Regions from separate parts of the Mus musculus genome. Here regions 1 and 3 are each linked to region 2. A link is a contact called in public Hi-C and HiChIP or PLAC-seq data. All regions are on one chromosome and are shown on one strand. Each heading gives the region's core, a stretch centred on a gene start, on an enhancer-like site or on the middle of the called end of the contact. The rest is flanking DNA. Distances are from core to core; before and after follow the strand shown.

Region 1 (2,700 bases), core at 172-2,671, 56 kb after region 2:
GGGTATCATTGATAGAAAATTTAAATAATACAGACAGATGAACTATAATCCAAAATTTTTTTTTTTTTTTAATGGTTCAGTATTTTAGAAGAGATGGTTCAGTGATTTAAGACCACTTACTGTTCTTGCATTTACTGTTCTTGGAATTGGGTCTAAGCACCCACATGGGGACTAAAACCATTTGTAACTCTAGTTCCAGGATTCTGAAAACCTCTCTGAACTCAGTCATGCATGTATACATGAAGGCAAAACATGACAGACTTAAAATAATTTTTTTGTTTTTTAGGTAAGGTATTTTAAATTCATTCCTTGTGTGGAACCTAATGAGACAGAATAGACATTACAGAAGTGACACAGACATTAGATGAATTCCAGATGTCAAGGCATCTTTGTTACCCTGTCTTTCCTTACAACTCTTCTATGTCAAATTGTGAGGAAGGCACTGTCAGCTGTGACCAGTGCTACTCCTGCTTGTTAGCAGTAAAGTGATCCAGCCGTCTCTCTGTCCACTGTTGCACTTATCATGGGTGTTACTAATTAATCCTTGTTGTGCTTTGTAGATACTGGCTCTTCTCAAACGAAGTCCCAGGATTATTCATTGAAAAGGGCTGGGTCCATAATAGCATTGACTACCGGTTTAAGCATCACCGCAAAGACCACAGCAATTTACCTGATGATGACTACTGTCCTCGAAGTAAGTATATCTGCTGCAGAGGTTGTTGACATAAAGCAGTGATCCCTAACCATGGGTGGAGGAGTGGGGGGTGGGGGAGACCTTTTCTTAGGAGTTGATAATCAGGCTAGGTTGAGGTCACAACAACATGAGGACCTATATTAAAGTTGCAGCATTAGGCAGGTTGAGAACCACTGCTTTGAGTATGGTGTCTGCTCCAGGCGGGAAGTGGTCATGTCCAGAATGCATTGAACAAGTCTGAGCTGTGTAGCAGCCCAGCACAAAACACTGGAGTACTGTTTTCCTTAGTGAGTGTGTGGCTGCCTACGAGCTGTGGCCACACCCTAGCTCAGGAAACAGAACTGCAGGGTGCTATTAGGAAAAAGATTTAAGGACTGTTTCTTTTGAGTGTGTTTTGACCTTCCTCTTTGTAAAGATGAAATATTTTTATGTGTTTGAAGCAGTGCTGTGCTATAGTTCAGGCTGGCCTAGAACTGTCAATCCTCCAGCCTCAGTCTCTTGAGTACCAGGATTGTAGGTGTGCACTTCCACCCTTGCTTTGAGATAGTTTAAGTAGGGACTGTCTGTGGTTTAGGATTCACATGGAGGACTGACTTTCCTGTGTCCCCTTTCCCGGCTGTGGTTTCTTTATTACCACCCAGCTTCTGAGAGAAGAGGAGCATGCAGAGAGAAGAGAGCATGGTAGCCCTGATCCTAGCTTAATGAGGGAAGAGGAGGAGTGAATACTTGTGGGTAGTAGATTTTACAGAAATAGCTTTCAGATTTTGTACCTTGTTAATGTCTGTAGAGGCATCAAGCCTAAAACTGAGGTAGGAGACCAAGGAAACTGTTATTTGTCCTCTTTCTCTGCTTTTTAAATTAATTCTGAAATACCTTGTATTGTGCAAAGAAAATTTAGATGTGCTGGAGATTTGACTGCAAAAAGGACAGATAAGGTCCTGAATGTCATTTCACTGCAAATCTAATAAGGAGAAAAATAGACATATCTCATCTTAAGTCAGGGACTGCTCAAGTAATCTCAGCACTAGGAGCCTGGGGTGGGCAGGAGGTGGTGAATTTGAGACCACCCTGGGCTCTGTAGTGAGACCTGTAGGGTGGGTGCAAGGATTGACTGAGCCTGAGGCACAGTGGCATGCGTCTATAGTTATAGTTCCTTGGAAGGCTGGAGCAGAGTGATATTTGAGCCCAGTTGTTGAAAAGGACAAAACAGGGAGACCGCCTACCACCTGCTTGGGATCTCATATAACCTAGGCTGGTTTTGAAGTCTTTTTTAAAGTATGTGGTATTTTGTGTGTGTGTGTGTGTGTGTGTGTGTCTGCACTGTGTGCATTTGGTGCCAACGAAAGTCAGTAGAGGCATCAGATTCTATGGAACTAGAGTTACAGATTTAACTGCCATATAGGTTCTGGGATTTAAACCCTGGTCCTCTGGAACCATTGGGTTATAATAACCTGATGAAGACTGCTTCTCAAGAATTGTATTTCTCTAGGAATGTATTTTTTATTTTTGTTTTAAAGTAGTGCTTGATTTTGAAGATACTCCTAATAACAAACTTAATGTAGCATTATTAATAATAAAACCACTCATTTCTTTTATACATCTGAAAACTTTAAGGCTTCTTTATGGTAAGTTATTTTAAGTGTAGATTATATTACCTTGCAGCACATTCTGGATTTGGTATACTTTACAGATAATATTAGTGCTATCTGATGCAGTTGAACTAGAGAAGAGTTGACTGTAGAGTCAGGCTCTTCAGATTTAGAAGTGATTCCAATAGAATGTAGGACTTCTCAAAAGCTTATCTAGAGCATCCTAGTGGAGATTTGTTTTGTTTTGTTGCCCCACCCCCTTTTTTTCTTTTGGGTGTTTTGAAACAGTTTCTCCGTGTAGCCCTGGTTGTCCTGGAACTCACTATGTAGACCAGGTTGGCCTCAAACTCAGAAATCTGCCTTTCTCTGTTTCCTGAGTTCAGGGATTAAAGGTATATATATATATGACCACTGCCT
Region 2 (2,700 bases), core at 59-2,558:
CTGGCCTCAAACTTTAAACGCAGTCAAGGATGACCTTGAACTCTTGGTTTTCCTGGAACTGCAAGTAAACCTCAAAGTTGATTCAAACAAGTCCCTCTGGGCATGCAACGTCAGCTGTGGGTCACCTCCTCCTTCTATTGGGTCTGTTATCACTGCTTTTCACTCCCCTCTTTCTTTTCTCTTTTTGTCCTTCCTCAACCCCCCAGAGAAAACCTCTGCATATCCCTGGTTGTCCTGGAATTCACTCTGTAGACCAGGCTGGCCTTGAACTCAGAAATCCACCTGCCTCTTCCGCCAGAGTGCTGGGATAAATGTGTTCATCACAGTCCCTGGTCCAGAAGTTCTTTCAAAAGAGAAATATTTATGTCCTCAGTACTTGGTCCAATGCACAGAACACAGGCAATGTTTTATCCAGAACTGAATTCCCTGACAGTGAAGTGGAATGCTAAAAGTATGAGCCAGGTGCAAAATACTCAGGAAGAGCCGCAGTGTGACCTGGATGTTGGAAAAGTAGTTGATTCAATCAGAAGAAATTTCCAGGTGGGTAGCTGAGAATTCGAAGACCAGAAGTCAAAATGAAGGAAGGTGTGATAATGACTCCGGAACACAGCTATTTAGACAATGATGACACAGATCTCCTTTTAGGTGAACATGCAGCGCATAAATAATTCCTTGAAGGGTCAGGGGTCATGGGGGATTAAAGGACTTGATAACAGCCTAAAACTCACTAGTGAAAACCAACTTCTACAAATTGTCCTCTGTGCCATATACATGTAAAGAAAAAAAAAAAAAAGAAAGAAAGAAAGAAAAAGAAAAGAAAAAAAGAAAATTCCAACCCCTTTGACCCCAGCACTTGGGAGGCAGAGGCTGGTAGATCTCTGAGTTCAAGGCCAGCCTGGTCTATAGAGTGAGTTGCAGGACAGCCAGGGCTACACAGAGAAGGAAACCCTGTCTCGGAAAAGCAAAATGAAATAAAATTTTCCGGTCAAATGCCATGGCACAGAGCACCGGAGAGGCAGAATCAGGTGGTTGTGAATTCGAGGTTGGCCTGGTCTACAGTATTGAAAATTCCCGGGCATGCATTGAAGCAGCAGGTAGGGAAAGTGGTGACTTGGAAACCTCATCCCACCACCACCCTCGCAGCCTCGCCTGGCCCACACCACGTGCGGACGACGATGGGCTCAGCCTGGCAGCAAGAGGGCAAAGGGTCTCTGGAGGCGCACAGCAGGGACGCCCCCGGGCGGGTGCGCAAGCGCGCTGAGGCCTTGAGGGCCCAAGGGGCGGGCGGGTGCGCGCGCTCCCTCGCGCACGCGCGCACGGAGGGGGGGCGACGGCCGCGGTGACGTGCTGCGGTGGCAGCGGGTGGACGGCGACGCGTGAGGCGCGTGATATCCCGCGTCTTGGGAGCACTGTCCCGGCCCCCAGCCACTCCCCGCCGCCGCCATGTCCGGCCGTTCGGTCCGGGCCGAGACCCGTAGCCGGGCTAAAGATGACATCAAGAAGGTGATGGCGGCCATCGAGAAAGTGCGGAAATGGTGAGGGGCGGGAGCGGAGGGGTTGCTGACGTGGGGTTGCGGGAAAGCCGGCGCGGAGGCTCGCCATACAGGAACAGGCAGGATGGGAACCAAGAGGCCGGCCCTGGGGGGAGGGGGCCGGAGCCAAAAAGCGAAAGGAGGGCGCGCCGGTATCGGCGTGAATTCAGAGTCCGCGTTCCCTGTAGCCAATCAGAAAGACGGTCGGCTCATGGCCCCTCCCATAGCTGTCATTAGCCGCTTCCGGCCGCTCTGCCTGGGGCGGGGCCTGGCGCTGCACAGTTGCACTTCCGGTGGAGACCTCGCGGAAATGCTGCTTGGCGGCTCCGGGTTCGGTTTCCGCTCCTGCGCAGCACAAGTGTCCGGTGATGTCCGTTGTTGCCGACTATTATACGATATAAGTGGTCGAAATTAAGCGGAAGTTTGTAAACATGGCACTTTTGGAACAGAAATTCCTGATATCTTGGATCCTTAGCCAGCCCACTCGCCATAGGTTTGCTCTTGGCGACCAAGGTACCCTGACCCTGCAAATGTTTATTGCAAACCCAGAACAATTAGCGAACAATTTAGGTCAGGATTTTATTGCTTTAAATTGTTCTGAACCAAGCCTCTGAGCCATTCACTTCACTTAACGATTTGTAATTTCCTTACTGTTTTTTGACCGGAGCTCCCTGAGGACCGCAGGCTGGCTTTAGGCTGGCAGTGATTCTTCTGCCTCAGTTTACCCAGTAGCTAAGAGGCCGCGAGAGTGGTTTGTTTGTTTTTGAATCAGTGTCCCCAATCCTTTGGCTGTCCTGGAACTCTCTTTGTAGGCCAGGGTGGCCTTGAACTCTCAAAGACCCACCTGTCTGTGTTTCCCAAGTGTTGGAAAATGTCTGCATCTTATGGCATTCCTCTGTTCCTATGTAATTCTCAAGTCTCTACCCCCTTTTGTTTTTTATTGGTAAGGAAAAGTATGTAGGCTAGAAAAATGGCTCAATGGTCAAAAGCACCTGGCTGCTCTTCCACCACATGGCCCCTAACAGCTCTTCTCCAGTCCCATGGGATACCATGTCCTCTGGCATCTGTGGGCACAGCACGTGTGTAATGCGCAGACACACACGCATGTAAAGCACCCACACACATAAAAATAATAAAATGCTCAAAAGAAATTTCAATGTAGGTTCCT
Region 3 (2,700 bases), core at 65-2,564, 40 kb before region 2:
TTTGCAGTAACTTGCCAATCAATCCTAGGTGGCCGCTGATTGGGGGCAAGCCTGGCTCTCCCAGAACAGGTGGTTACAGTGACCCTCTCAAGCTGGCCATGCTACGGGAGAACCTTGAGCCATGAGGGTTTCCACTCTCGTCTTTCTGGAAACCCTGTGGAAGGCACCAAATTCCACAGAGGCAGGAGGTTGGGGGAGGGCAGGTTCAGGGGCAGAGATTGTGGCTGACCAGTGTGAGGACCAGGTCAGGGAAGGACTGGGGTTTGATGGGAGACTGGGAGAGGGAGGGAATCTCTGGAGGCTGCTGGGAACAGGTGTGGACAGCTCACAGTACAGGAGCAGTCTGAGGCTCTGATATGATGGGCTGGTTTGCCAGAGGCCAATCTATGCTCTAATCCCGGGCTCCAAATGACTTACTGACAAGGCAGAGAGCAATGGAACTCTGGTGACCCCTTTCTGGTCCTTCCCCATATTCCTTTGTAAAATGTGGGGACACAGGACAGTGTCCGATACTGGGAGAGATGTGGGCATGCCGGGTTCGTTCAGTCATATCTGAGGGACAGACAACCAAAGAGGCAGACAGCTTCTTGTCACTGTATACTGGTACTCAGAGCCTGTCTTCTGGCCAGGTAGAACCACCTAAGACAAACACCCACACGAATACACACACACACATACACTCACATATATTCACACATGCCACGCATAACACATATATTCATACACAAGCATCACTGCACACAAACACTTTATGCACACGCACACACACATGGTCACACACATATGCGTTCACACATGGACACACATGACAACATACATACATATACCCTACATATGCTCACCCACATGTTCAGAGGCCTACATGTATACATATATGTATATACACATGTAATCATATACATTGTATACACATATATGCACATTTTAACATATGTACACACACATGGATATACACATGCACATACATATATACACCTGATGCACTCCCATATACACTCTCAACATATGTATATACATAAATATACACACCACACAGGCATACGCACCGTGATCCTGTGACCTTCCCTAACTAACTTGGTGTTGAGAGGTGATGTATGTCAGAAAAGTCTGAGCAGCTCTCCTGGCTGGGGATTCTGGAGGGGGTAGCTGCAGCCCACCAAACCCTGCGAGAAGCTACCATGTTGGGGTCTGCTCTGACTGGCCCAGGAAGCCTTGGGCACAGAATACAGGCTGGCCAGGGTCAGAGAAAGGTGCCCGGAAGGGAGAGGGTAGGCGGGTGTCGCCCCAGCCCGGGATGTGGTTAGGCCATGAGCAGCTTGCTTCCCAAAACCAGAATAGCCCAGAACTTACACAACTCACACCCCTAAACAATCTGGCTGCCTCACCCGCCTCTCCATAAACTTTTCAGGGTCCCTGGCTCCCTGCCACTTACACCCCAACTCTGAGCCCATCCTGTGTCCCCCAAATGTCAGCCAGGACTTTATTCCATACAGCTTCAGTTTCCTGATCTCTCAGCAAGTCTAACCTCTCCCTGACCTACTGACCTCATGAACCTGTTCACCCTTGATTCATCCCTGACATATTGGGGCAACTCCCCTGTACCCCACCTTTTTCCTTCACAGGGCCTCTCTGTGACCCCTTCTTTCAAGAATGCCAACAGTGCTAGAAGGGGGAGCAGACACAGGGAGGGGAAGTGATCTAGCATTGGGACTCCATGGGTGAGCAGCTTCCTGGGGCTCTCACATACTCCTAGACCCCACCATCTTCCCCAGGGCAATCCTATCTATCTCTACCTCAGCTTCCCCTGAGTGTTCAGGAACTATTTCACAGTCTCTTGTAGAAGCCTTCCACCTCTCCTGGTCCCTATCCAACCTCTCCAGTGTGGGAACTGTGTCTATGGCCTCTTCTGAGTTCTTAATATCATTTGCTGTCCTCTGTGTCCCAATTACAGATTTCTTCACCAATTACCGCCCCCCTCAGACACCCACATCTTCAAACTACATAGAGTCCCCCAGCTTTGGCCCCATGGCTGACTCCCTCTTCAGCAGTGGGATCCTGGCCCCAGAGATGCCATCTCCAGCCTCGTCTTCCTCCTCCTCAGGGATGACCCCTCACTCAGGGAATACACGCCTACAGGTGAGCTTATCCTGCTCTGCAAGTCTGGCCAGAGCATGTGAGAGCTAGCTCGGCCTCTGCCTGGGGCCAGGAGGTAAAAAGACATTTACTGGGCCAACCAGGCAGAGGGCCCCAGAGAACCTAGGCAGCAGAGAAAGAAAACCCTACAAAACAGAATTACACGAACTGAATGGGGGTGGGGGGTGGGGGCAGATGGCAGAAGACGCACAGAACAGGGCACAATCCAGAAGAAAGCTTTTAGTTCTGTTTTGTTTTTGATACATGGTCTCAGGGCCCTGAATGGCCTTGGATTCATAGAGATCAACCTGTCTTTGCCTCCTGAGTGCAGCCACTAAAGGTGTACACCATCTGTACCTGCCTAGTATTCTGAGTCTTAGTGAATGACAGGCTAGGGAAAGGGCAAGCCAGATTGGAAGGGCCAGGAATGTGTGCATGGAAACAGAATGGGTGTGTGTCTAGACAACTGTAAATTGGCATCTTGTTTCACTAACTCCTGTGCCCAATTCAGAAGTCATTCCCCTGCCACTGTTAAGTGTCCATTCCAGTTTCATTTCTGTTGTTGTA

Evidence for each region. Hi-C and Micro-C count contacts between places; a contact is called where the count stands out from the background. HiChIP or PLAC-seq counts read pairs in DNA pulled down with a chosen protein or histone mark.
Region 1: an H3K27ac HiChIP or PLAC-seq map of embryonic stem cells shows a contact between it and region 2, with 7 read pairs. The contact joins the enhancer-like site here to the promoter of Bcl7b in region 2. A contact is called at or near these places in 3 of 39 promoter capture datasets (cranial neural crest, frontonasal cranial neural crest and macrophages), 1 of 15 datasets of contacts at CTCF or cohesin (CD8 T cells), 3 of 484 Hi-C or Micro-C datasets (LSK cells, germline stem cells and pancreatic cancer cells), 7 of 115 datasets of contacts at active chromatin or transcription factors (the HPC-7 cell line, the SCID.adh cell line, bone marrow-derived macrophages and 1 more) and 3 of 9 other capture datasets (adipose tissue, liver and pancreatic islet).
Region 3: a contact with region 2 is called in a Hi-C map of bone marrow-derived macrophages, with 60 read pairs. The contact joins the enhancer-like site here to the promoter of Bcl7b in region 2. A contact is called at or near these places in 3 of 39 promoter capture datasets (liver, macrophages and trophoblast stem cells), 5 of 484 Hi-C or Micro-C datasets (bone marrow-derived macrophages, liver, myeloid progenitors and 1 more), 6 of 115 datasets of contacts at active chromatin or transcription factors (effector CD8 T cells, embryonic stem cells, intestinal villus epithelium and 2 more) and 4 of 9 other capture datasets (adipose tissue, embryonic stem cells, liver and 1 more).

What each region holds. Positions count from the first base shown.
Region 1 is chr5:135,222,525-135,225,224 of GRCm38.p6, forward strand. It overlaps Baz1b (bromodomain adjacent to zinc finger domain, 1B), which reads left to right. Exons shown (of 19, transcript NM_011714.2): 9 at 561-694. Among named protein-coding and RNA genes, the nearest start is that of Fzd9, 27 kb to the right of the region's middle. Within about 2 kb of position 1,422, at least 9 of the 459 cell types and tissues checked have an H3K27ac peak or open chromatin away from gene starts, as enhancers often do. A contact at or near this core is called in embryonic stem cells, where this site is marked.
Region 2 is chr5:135,167,064-135,169,763 of GRCm38.p6, forward strand. Bcl7b (B cell CLL/lymphoma 7B) reads left to right here and starts at 1,309. Exons shown (of 6, transcript NM_009745.2): 1 at 1,309-1,535. The coding sequence starts at 1,444.
Region 3 is chr5:135,126,562-135,129,261 of GRCm38.p6, forward strand. It overlaps Mlxipl (MLX interacting protein-like), which reads left to right. Exons shown (of 17, transcript NM_021455.5): 8 at 1,952-2,136. Among named protein-coding and RNA genes, the nearest start is that of Mlxipl, 21 kb to the left of the region's middle. Within about 2 kb of position 1,315, at least 11 of the 459 cell types and tissues checked have an H3K27ac peak or open chromatin away from gene starts, as enhancers often do. A contact at or near this core is called in bone marrow-derived macrophages, where this site is marked.